Regions from separate parts of the Anser cygnoides genome. Here region 1 is linked to region 2. A link is a contact called in public Hi-C data. All regions are on one chromosome and are shown on one strand. Each heading gives the region's core, a stretch centred on a gene start, on an enhancer-like site or on the middle of the called end of the contact. The rest is flanking DNA. Distances are from core to core; before and after follow the strand shown. Region 1 holds the start of PAH (phenylalanine hydroxylase). Region 2 holds the start of HSP90B1 (heat shock protein 90 beta family member 1).

Evidence for each region. Hi-C and Micro-C count contacts between places; a contact is called where the count stands out from the background.
Region 1: a contact with region 2 is called in a Hi-C map of liver, with 3 times the contacts expected there. The contact joins the promoter of PAH here to the promoter of HSP90B1 in region 2. A contact is called at or near these places in 2 of 7 Hi-C or Micro-C datasets (both in liver).

What each region holds. Positions count from the first base shown.
Region 1 is chr1:59,970,055-59,975,826 of Taihu_goose_T2T_genome, reverse strand. It overlaps PAH (phenylalanine hydroxylase), which reads right to left and starts at 1,923. Exons shown (of 14, transcript XR_010831701.1): 1 at 1,722-1,923.
Region 2 is chr1:59,578,444-59,584,616 of Taihu_goose_T2T_genome, reverse strand. It overlaps HSP90B1 (heat shock protein 90 beta family member 1), which reads left to right and starts at 4,518. Exons shown (of 18, transcript XM_048057380.2): 1 at 4,518-4,732; 2 at 5,049-5,148; 3 at 5,817-5,958; 4 at 6,038-6,154. The coding sequence starts at 4,684.

The sequences.
Region 1 (5,772 bases), core at 674-3,173, 390 kb before region 2:
GGATGGTCTTTGTACAAAAGTCAGTGCATGCCTAAGTCTGTCCACAGAGGTGGAGGCTTTCAGTGCAAGAGGAAAGAAGACTAAAACCATTATTTTCCTGACAGGTACCCAGATCTTATCAATATGTATGGAGGCAATATACATTAATAGACACTGGAGCCAATACATCAACACAAACGCAGGCACTCACATCTATTGCTGAGCTTTTTGTCATATATATGCATATTTTTTAACTGTTGATCATGGCTAATCCGTTCTCAGTCCGAATTCTAATTTCTTGTCTCTCAATCTCTTATATAGAGATGAAATGCAGCTTTGGGACAATTCTACTCTTACTACTGTGATTGTGATTAAGAGTTGAACAAATTGTTTCATTGTCATTGAAACACTGTCTATATGACATGCATATCTGACCTGTAAGTGTATAAGAACCAGTTGACAAATACAGACAACCATTTCTGGACATAGCACAGTCTCTTACATCAGTGATGTGTAGATGCAGGGACAGTTTGCCTGAGTGCAATGCAAATCTATGTTCTTAATTAACTACTTCACACAGAGATTGATATTGTCTTTCTGACACATGGCAGTTTGGGAGGTCAATAATACAGACCTGTCAGCCTTCAAACTCATTTCTGAGTTGTTTAAACATTCAGAGTGAATTCCAACACTGCTGAAGCTAGAGGAAGTTTTTTCTGTAGTTTCAGAGAAAGTAAAATACACAAAATAGTATAGAAATAGTATAGAAAAAAATGGAAAAAATATTTCAATGAAAATAAGATTCTGAAGTTACTCCTAAAAATTAAACTAGTTTCCAAGCCATTTAGAGTCAGTTTCTTAAGGTAGCTAGATGCTCAGCTCCCACAGATCTCACTGGGATCAAGCAATTAGACAACTTGGAGAAACAGCAAGGTGGAACAGTAGCGTATCTCTAGGGGAGTTCAGCCTCAGCACACGAAGCAGTAGGAAACCAGGCTTCCTTGGCTGCTCTGTACCTAAAAAGATTTGTAGGAAATGAAGCTCGTTTTTTCACATCTTCCACAGCTTGTCCCCAGCTTCAGAGGCATTGCGCAGGACAGAATTCAGTCCTAATAATTAACCATGCTGGCCTCAAATTACGTCACTTGCTCCTACAGTATCTATAGTGCCTGTAATCGAAAGTCATGGGTTTCAGTACTTTCCTGTATTTTCCAAAACAAAGAGTTCAAAGTAAGTCAGTAAACATCTAAAAAAAAAAAAAAAAGTGGGGGGGAGGTAGAATATATGTCAGAGTGCTAAAAGTTAACAAATAGCTCCACCAGAAGAGTGCATAATTTCAGCAGCTTTCCCTAAACAGAAGACAGCTTGCGCTCATCACACAGGTTTAAGAGACCTCTAATTATCTGCTGCTCTTTTCTGCTGCTTCTTCTATTTGCCATATATGCAAGGATACATTTACAGAGGTCCCCTGACCCTGATCTCTTGCCTCTCTTTCCTTTCCTCTGTTAAAATGTTTTCATTTTTGCTCTCACCGCACATCTGTGAGTACAATTAACTCCAGACAAGCACGCCGGCTGCCAAAGGGGACAATGGTGGCAACCAAGCACCACAAACGGTTGAGACAGACGCGTTGTTTCCTCCCATCTTGGACATCTTAGAGAATGGGAAACAAGATTTGCAAGCATGGGGGGGCATGGAGGGACTCCCTGTGAACAGCAGGCACACAGGCCCCTCAAGCTTACCTGGAAAGGGTCGCCGTTCATCTTGCAGTGCTGTGCGTCCATGTTGTGGAGGCGGCAATGCCCACACAGGGAGGCTGCGGGTGAAGCCTTCTGACCTTACTGTGGTGGCCAGAGCTCCGTGCAAAGGTATTTAAAGTAGAGGAAGCGAGGCAAAGCCATCCCCTCCTCCAGCTCCCTCCCCCCAGATGCTGTGCCAAGAGGGCGTTCTCCCTCCACGCCCCCCACCCACCCAGCCCTGGCACACGGACAAGCCAGCCCCTTCGGTCCCCCCCAGCATGCAGCGGCACTCCAGCACATTGTTTCTATCTGTGCCCAACGTGGACAAGCAGCATGCTTTGAATTAGCAGCCTGTCTTCCACAGATCAATGTCAGCCGCTGCTTTCGTTCCTGCACGTCAATGCTTTGACTTGGGTTCAGCCTTCCCCCTTGTCTGTTCCTTTGGCTGTGTGTGTGTTTAGCGACCAGTGGGTTTCCCTTCCACGTGATCGGAGATCAGATGTTCTCCAGGAACCTCTCTTTGCGTGCCAGACACGGGGCACAACTCAGCAGCGGCTGGACTGTTTGCCTTTTAGTGAGGCCCTTTGGGCTGCATCCAAGAGGTCAGAGAGCAGGGGACAGCTCCGCACACCAGGCACTGGAGACAACAGAGGCCCAGTATAAAGCATTAAACAGGTGTTAACTTTGTGAACCTTGCTCTGGGATATGGATCTCAACATGGAGAAAGGGAAGGAGGTAAAGGAAGAAAAGGAGCAGGGAGGAGGCAGAAGAAATGCAGAAGGTGCGCATGTGTTTTTAGGTATATCAACCATGGAGAGCTACAATGGGAAGAGGGGGAACATGAATGAATTTGGAAATGGTTAGTAAAGGGTTGGTACAAACCAGCCAACACTTGGTTTGGAAAGAGTCACCAGAGAGATTGAAGGAATGAAGGAAAGTTATAGCCTGATACTAGAGGGCAGGTGAAAAGGAAAAAAAGAGAATGGTCAAGATCTATTTTGTTATTTGGAAGGCTGAAGTCTACACCAAGACAGGCTATGTCACGGCAGGTAATCTTGCTGCATTTTTCTGATGAAGATAAATTCTGTGGAACAGAAGAATCAGCCCTTCACAGTTATTTGAGCCTTGAGGGAAACTCTACTGCATGCTCAGAACAAATTCAGACTGATGAATTTTAACCAAGACTTACCATGAATTATTTGTAATTATGAAATCCAGTAGCTGGAAATCTGATCAGTAGGGAGCCACTTGCAAGAATCTTAGTCCAAACCCATGTTCAACCCCATGACCATCAACTCAGAATCCAGCCCAGTGAAATTATGCACTGTATGATGTACATCTGCAGTAACTCAGAGCTTTGGACACAAAACACACATTTTTCAGAGAAACTTCTTGTTTGTCCATCATATGGCCATATGCAGTGGTAGAAAGTGACTTTCTGAGGTGAACTGCAATCCTATATTATGGGCTAGCAGCCAAGGTAGGCAGCCAAATATGATATACACGTGCCACCCTGGACATTGCTGGCACCAAAGCATCAGGTTGGGGCAAGGAGAGATGGTCCAGTAGGTGAAAGGCAGCTTGACCTTGTTACCTGCCAGCAGTACTAAAACTACTGTTTTTGAACTGTTCAGTCAGCAGGTTCACTATGGGAGGCAACGTTTTGTGTCCCGTGTTTGTGCATGCAGCACCCAGCAGAGTTCTGTCGATGATAGGGGCATTGAAGGCCACCTCACAAAAAAAAAAAAAAAAAAAAGTGAGATGAGGATGGTGATAACACTGATTATAGTAGTCCCTGTGTAGGGCAGGACAGCTTCCAGTAACTGTTCTTGTTTGCTTTTTGCTTTGTCCACGTGCCATGCCTCTCTACACGGTATGTTTTTCAACTAGATTTTAAAACACTTAGATACATGTCCTAAGTCTGACCAAAATAGCTATGTCATCCAAAGTCATAATCTGTTTTTTCAATCATTTGTGCCTTCCTTTTTCTTTGTTTTTCTCTTTCTACTAATATTTGTTCTTTTTTTTTCCTTCTCTGAGGCTTTTACATGCACTGAGTCTTTTTCCTTTCTTCCATCCCTCTCCTCCCCTTTTCTTATGTTTTGCACTTTCTGTTCACTCTACCTTGACAATAAAGACAAGGTAAAGTGAAATACTAGATACACTAAATATTGCTCATGCCAAATCCTTGTAATTTTTCTTGACTCCTCCCACACACTGTTTTTTTATTTATATTGCAAGCTTATCTCTTATTCTTATTGCTACATAATCATAATGATATCCCTAGTGTGTAGCCACTGGTTTACTGTTTAATCAGCTTGGACCTTCAGAAATTGCCTGGTAGCAAAAGACACTGGCTGAGGGAAGCAAAGCTCCTTCTTGCTAGGAGGAATTCCCAAATTCTCTTGTTTTGGAGCAAAGTAGTGTGTGAGTTTGTGTGTGCATGCATGCACAAGTTAGCATTCACTCCAATGCCATTGCAGCATGAACACGATTGCATCAGTTCTGGTTACTTTGGACCGTTTCTGAATCCAAATTGCCTGAGCTCTCTTTGAAGATGTAGTTCTGCCTACCAAGTGCAGGTTCTTTGCCCCGCCGTGACATTGCTAACTGGAATTTCCCACTTGCATTTCAAGTTGCCCCACAGCTCTGGTTCCTCAGCCCCTGGGTGAGCACCTGAGCCTTGGGCTCTGCTGGTCCTGCTCTGGGCTCTTGCTGCAGCACCATGCAACCCCACTCCTTCCCTTCCAACCATGTGCAGGTAGGCACCGATGTCCCTCATTGCCTCCATCTGAAAATACCTTCCATCCCCCAGAAATGCATACCCCACACACAGCCATTCCTGGCTGTGCTGCTCAGCCACAACTAAAAAGGCTCTTTGCACTGAAACTTGGCTGGTTCCCTGGACGGCATGCCGCAAGTTCAAAGGGCCACAGACTTTGGCTGCTTTTCAGACTGCTTTCTCCCCCTTCTGCCTTTAGGCAGCGTTTGGAGAGCAGCGGCTTCCCCAGAGCTCTGTGTTTTCTGGCTTGGGCAGGGATGCAAGGACACCAGGACTATCCTCGACTTGCGGCTCCCTGCGGGTTCGGGATGTCCCCATCGGGCTGAGAGAGCAGTGAGCGATGGAGAGGGGCTTTTCTAGAAGCTGTTGAAAAATTCCCAAATGAGGATTGAATGAGGGTATGTGAATAAGGCAGAGGGGTGTCCCCGATCGATGTTCCCTATGGATTTCCCAGAGGTCTCCCGGTGCTGTAGCTCCCCTTAGGCACCAACCGAGACTCCTATCCTCCCACCCTCCGGCTGCAAAACCTCCGGGCCATGTTCCCCGCTCCTGGCAGAGCCGGGCTCGCCACCCGCTCCTGCAAATGCCTCGGGCTGTCCCCTGCCCAGCCCCGCTACCCCCGCGGGTGGCCAGGAGGTGGCACTGTGTCCCCGCGACCGCGGCCGACGGGTGCCGGACAGGGACGGGGACCGGGATGGGGACCGGGATGGGGACGGGGAGGCGTCTGCACCCCCGTGCCTCCGGGGGGGGGTCCGCCTCCCAGACTGCAGCACGCATGACCCCAACCCCTCTCCATCCCGCGGACGGTCACCTCGGAGGGGACAGCCAGGGGAACCCACCCCTACCGCCCTCCGCTCCTCCGTCCAAAATTTTCCTGTCCAAAAAGTGTGTGTTGGCGGGGTTGGGCGGCGGGGGGCCGGGGGGGGGGGGGGGGGGGGGGGGGTCAGCCCGGTGTGATTTATCCCGGCCGTGATGGACGCGGGACGCGTGGCCGCACAATGGGGCCACCGGCGGGCCACGGGCAGCGCTCGGCGGGCGCGGGGCCGGGGGCGGCAGCGCCCTGCGGGACCCGCGGAGGGGACATCGGGGACGGGGACGGGCTGGGGTGGGCGGCTGGGGTGGCTGCTGCTTTTTTTTCCCCTTTTTCCCCCCCTCCTCCTTTTTTTTTTTTTTTTTTTTTCTTGCAGCCCTATATGCAAACTGTCACTTCAGGTTAGCACAAGACCTGATGTAGCTCATTAGCATGAGCTGTATCTAATATGCTTAAAACCT
Region 2 (6,173 bases), core at 3,269-5,768:
TTTTGCCTCAGTTTGACCACCAGCCCCTTGCTCAGCCTTCCTGTTTGCTTGCCTTCCCTGCTTGATTTCTTACACACAGGGATGGAGAGCTCTTGAGCTCTCAGGAAAGTGTTCTTAAGGAGTTTCCAGCTCTGATCAGTTCCTCTTTCCCTAAAGACAAATTCAAAGGGGATCTGATCCCCTAATTCTTTAAAGAGCTGGAAGTTTGGTCCTCTAGTGTACAAGGTCCTTTTGCTTTTTTGCCAAGACTTTGCTTTTTTGCCTGGCCCATATTACTTGAGATCACAAATTCAGCCAGGGTGTGGTCACTGCAGCATTCCAATTTAGTGTCATTATTAAGGGTGAGCCGTGCATTGACAAGCAAGTTTTATAGTTGCAGAGCATTTTGCCATGCTCAGTGGGGAAGAGGAGTGGAAAGCAGGCTTGTGCCTAACTGGATCCAGGACTCTGACCCCTGCTGCAGCCAAGCAAGCAACTCTTTGGATAGCAGCCCACCGTCATCATCCATTGCCAGAGCTCAGGGAAAACACTGCTTTTCCTAGAACTGTTCTTGTTGCATTTGTTGGCGTCATGGACACATACAGTGTTAGTTTTATCAGGACAAGTGTTCCCCTTTCAATTCAACCTCCAGGGTAAGGAAGATGCTCACTACAGCTCATGGTTTGAAAAGATTCAAAGAAACAGGCCTAAAGATGTTTGTATATGAAGATGTAGAATATTTGGTTGAGTAGCCTTTCACTGTACAGGAAGGAAAGAGTTACCCTTCTAGTTAGGATTCTGTGCTCTTAAAACTAGAGCAGGGGTGAAAGCCCTCTTTGGTGGAGATCAATAATTCTGAGACTAAGTAGGTAGTGGGTAAAAGATGTATTTCTCCTAACTAGAAGAAGGCTGAAGTCAGAACATGGTAATTTGTTCAACAGAATTTCTTGATAAAAAGACAGCAGATAAGAATAATTCATAGCATAAGCATTTAGTAAAGATGTCAATGTTTATAGACAGAAGTATTTTAATCTTGCCTGTATGTAGTTACTCTTTTTATTTTCTAATATCTGAATAATCAGCTTGAAAAGCTGATTAATAGCAGTACTTTTTGCTTTAGTCCCCAAAACTGTATAGCATCTTAAATATGTGGATGTCTTCAGTTTGTTTTGTATGTACAATATTTAGTCCCTGAAGCAGAGGTTGCATCAGTTACAGATTTCAGTTTTACTTTGTATTAAAAGAGGCAACATGCTTACAATGCAAACTCAGTGTTTACTTTTATGGTTTCCTTATACTTGCACACATGAACACGTCTGTACATTAAGTTACAAGGCTTCTAAAAGTGGTGGCTCAGCTCACCACCATCAAAAGAGGGATATCACCTTCTCCTAGCCATAAACTCCTGCTCTTCACCATGCTCTAATCTGGTGTGTGCTAGATCTGATATAAGCTGATTTAATTACGGACTATTTTGCTGGGCTGGAGAATTTAATCAGCTCAGCAATGAGTCTGACATATGCCAGAGCCAGTACAGTGAGAGAAGAACTGTGTCTTTTTTACAGATAGAGCCTAGGAAGATTAGTTAGCTAATTTAGCTGGTTAAACCAAAGTTGGGTCATCTGAACTCCTCAGTTTATCTCTACAGCTATTTCTGGCAAGGTAACACTTCTTGTTAGTTGCAGCTTATAGTTGGAATCATGTGGCATGCTTCAATGAGCAGGCTTCTCCTGGGACAGGTGGGTGAGCTGATAAGGTTGCACTCAGAGCACTGGAGAGGTTTGCTCTACTGTTTGCAAGGAAAAACACGTTACCTGTACCGTGTTTCTCTTATCACCACATGCCCTCACGTTTTTAGTTAAAAGAGTAAATACAGCACTTAAATACACTTTCAATCATTATAAACACAATCAAAAGTGTATAGAATTGCTTTACAGGACCTTTCATGTAGCTAAGTTCTCATCCTGAAGCACTATGAGCTCTTAGCAGTTACACCTTTACTTTGGTATTAAAAGCTGAAAGGCGATATTCAGACTTCTGAATATCAGCAGTAGTCAGCGCAACTAAGATTTTTAAAACTCCTTTGATTCTTCTTAAGCAAAAATTAAGAATGAATTAAATTTAAGTGGAAATTCTGAGATTTGCTTAAAACATTCACCGCAATACTTTATGATATGTTCCTAGCTTTAAAATAGCTACAATAAACAATTTTTAGAAGTTTAATATTCAAAGTTGTTTTCTTCAATTGCCAACCTCCTTGTAAAGAGGCGAAACTTTCTTTGAGAGAGTGTAAGTACACAGCTGCCTCATTCTCACCTATCACTTTTGTGCTGGGTAATACAACTGGGCTTTAAAGAAAGCAAACAGTGTAATCTATATGCAGCAAACAAGGCTAGTCTTGACCTCTAAATTTGAAGCATAAAATAGAAACAGAGATTTATCAGATTTCATGTCTCCTTCAAAAAGTAAAAAAATAAAAATAAAAGTCTGCACTGTATAATAATAAGAGTAAAGTAATCAACAAGATTTGGATTTCAACAAACTTAATCTAAAATCTCTGTTGGTTTAACATAGTCAACAACAGAATTGGTTTGCATTTCTGCTACTCCAGCTGCCAAAGTTCAAAAAGATTGCAATGAAGCATTACATTTTCCCACTGCCAAGAAAATAACTACTATAACAAAACTGTCACAAAACATGTTAAGGCAAGAGTTCTACAAGTTGGAGATAAGTTTACTCTGCAAATATGCACGGACATTAAATGCCTATGCAGTCATTGAGCAACATACCTCCCTCTAGGAATATACACATTATTAGGAAATCAAATCCTGAAACTGCTTATAGGTGAGTTTTAGAAAAGACAAACTTTGTCCATTTGAGAGTGACAAAACTGTACTTCCAATTAAGTATTTGTAACATAATTCTCTGAGTTCAAATAGGCCTTCATGAAAACCTGTCAGATTTTTACATATAATCCTGACACTGAATCCTCCTGGACATATTTTCCTAGTCATTCTGACATACATTTTGGCAGAGTAACTTCCTCAGGAAAGCAAAGTGAGGCTTTGACACTTCAAGTATCTTATTAACATACAAATATAGGTGCATTAGATTTGATTACTTGTCAGCTGTCAGGGATGGGAATATCCAGCCTTCTGAACATGGGGCCTACTTTTACTCAAATTCACAAACTCTAGCTGATTTTCACATTCAATTCTCTGTCATTGTCACCGCAGGAGCTGGGTATGTGCATGCTCGTGGGTCCCCCCACGTCAGCCACTCGTGGCGGCAGCTGAGGCAGGCACCATCAGCACTGCAGCGGGCAGGGATCCCCAGGCAGGAAGGGAACCAACGCTCTCGGCCTCGAGCTGACAATGATGTCCTTCTTCCAACCACACTCATCACCATGGCCACTTGGAAAACTGCACGTAATTTTCAGACGTGATTTTCTGGAGCCAGGGCAAACAGGATAACCTGGCAACTCTGGCGAGGCGGGACATTATAAATAAACAACAGCCCCAAGGGCAGACTAAGGAGTCAGAATAAGCCCTCTCGAGGGTGGTTGTTGTGATGAGCACTAGAAAGCCAGAAAACACGGGGACCCGCTAAGCACCCAGCTCGTTTTATTGCAGCTTGCTTTTTGTACCAGGGAGGTTTAAATTGGGTATCGGGAGGAATTTTTTCACGGAAAGGGTGGTCAGGGATCGGAACAGGCTGCCATGGAGGCGGTGGAGTTGCCAACCCTGGGGATATTCAGGAGACGTGTGGATGTGGTGCTTAGGGACACAGATCGGTGGTTGGTTTGTGGTGGTGGGTGGGCAGTTGGACAGAAGGATCATGAAGGTCTTTTACAAGTTTTTATTTTGTTTGTTTGTGTTTGTTTTTTGTTTTCTCAGTGACTCTAGGGCTCCGTGACCCCCACGAACACTGTCCCCTCAAGGCCGCGTGAGGCAGGAAGAGGGGGGCCGAGGCCATCACAAGCCCGCCGCCGGGCCCCGTAATGGCGGCCCGCCCCGCGCTGCGCCGCCAGGGGGCGCCTTCCTCCCCCTCCCCACCCAGGACTACAACTCCCAGCATGCCGCGCGGCGCAACCGCGCACGCGCACCCGCCAGCAGCAGGGGGCGGAAGAGGAGGCCCTCGGGGCTGACGGGAGAGGCCCGCCGGCGCCGCCACGACCGGAAGCGCCCGTTGCCGCGGCAACCGTGTCCCCGGTAAACATCCCGGGTGCCCCCGGAAGCCGTCGGGGCCGCGCTGCCCACGCGGGGACCCGCCGCACCGCTGCCGGACGCGGACGCGCCCTACGCGGCCGGGGCGCCAAGCATCGACGCCTGATTGGTCGAAAAAGAGCCGCCGGCCCCGCCCCTTAAGCCCCTCCGCCCAAACGATTGGCCGGGCGGCGTTGCGGCCGGCCAACCGACGCCGGCCACGCTCCGTCCGCAGGAAACCGCACATGGAAAGCCGGGATTGGCGGCCGCGGCTTCGCGCCCCGCCCCCGCCGGCTCGCCATTGGCCGCGTGTTTGGCGTGGGGCGCCGCGATTGGCCGGCCGCCGGGAGCCCCCCTCGCGCTGCGGAGGGGCGCCGTTGATAAGGCGGAGGGGGAGGGCCGCGGCTGCGCCAGCGCGATCGGCGGCGGCGGGGCCGGTTACGTGAGGGACCGGTAGGGCAGGGCCGCGCTCTTCTCTGCCACCGCGGCCCGTGTCGCCATGAGGTCGGCCTGGGCGCTCGCTTTGGCCTGCGCGCTTCTGCTGGCCGGTGAGTGCCCCCCCACACACACACCCCCCGCCGGCCGCATTCTGGAACCTTCTGGCGGCGGAGGCTGAGGGGAGGGGGGGGGGGGGGGGGGGCTGGGGGCACCCGCTCGGCGAGAAGTGAGGGGGAGAGGGGCGCTGGGCACGCTCCCGGGGGGTGGGGGGCTCCTCCCTTCGTTTCTGGGCTTTATTCCACCCCAGCAGGTGGGCGGGGGGCGTGTGGGAGGTTGGGGGGGCATGGGTTTGGGGGGGGGGAGCCGACAATTTGGGTAGCGACACACCGGGGGGGCTCAGCTTGCTGCCTGTCTCTTTCTGTCCAGCGTCCGTTAGCGCTGAGGAGGTGGGTGTGGATGCAACCGTGGAGGATGACTTGGGTAAAAGCAGGGAAGGGTCCCGGACTGACGATGAAGTTGTTCAGAGGTTAGTAGGTGGGGTGCTGGGTAAGCAGCCTTTAAAGCATCAGGAGGTTCTGTTGCTTTTCAAAAAATCAATTTTAGTATCAGTAATGCTTAAAATGGCAGAGGTTGGGGTGTGGGGGAGTAACATGCAAAAAGAAACCTAGTCAGATGTTAAAAATAAAATATATCAAAGGAAGATTGTTGCCTTTTATATGGAGGTAAGACTGAGAACTTGGACTCTGAAGTATTTAACTTGTTTTTGTCCTGTACTGTCAGTTCTGTAAGGAGCAATAAATAAATGGGGGGTATTTTTGCATGTAACTGCATGTGGTAAATTGTGGAGGTTAGTGCCCACTGGTTGAATAGCTCTACACCAACGAATTGCTTCAAATCCTTTGAAATATACCTCACGTTGAGCATTGCAGTAGCTGTAATATACCTCTGTTTGTCCCTCAACTTCATAATAAAATAGTCTTACTTGCAATCATGGATTTTCACTTGCATTTTAGATTGTGGCTATGCACTTGATGATAGCAAGTCTCGCAAATGTCATTTGATCACCACATTTGGGCTATCAGTGTCAGTTAAAAGTTACTGTTTCTCTAATTAGACCATTGCTGTGGTTGCTAGACAATTAGTGGAAACCATACGTAGGCAAGGTTATTTGACAGTTTTTCATTATCTTTACAGAGAGGAAGAAGCTATCCAGCTAGATGGCCTAAATGCATCCCAGATCAAAGAAATCAGAGAAAAATCTGAGAAGTTTGCATTTCAAGCAGAAGTTAATAGAATGATGAAACTTATCATCAATTCTTTATATAAAAATAAAGAGGTTAGTACCTGTGTCAGTAGAACGTGCTAGAACTGTTCATCTATATTCTTGAATTCCTGACAGCTGGATTCTGTTTCAGATTTTCCTGAGAGAACTTATTTCAAATGCTTCGGATGCTTTAGATAAGATACGGTTAATATCCTTGACTGATGAAAATGCTCTTGCTGGTAACGAGGAGCTCACTGTAAAAATCAAGGTAAGAAATACTAGATACG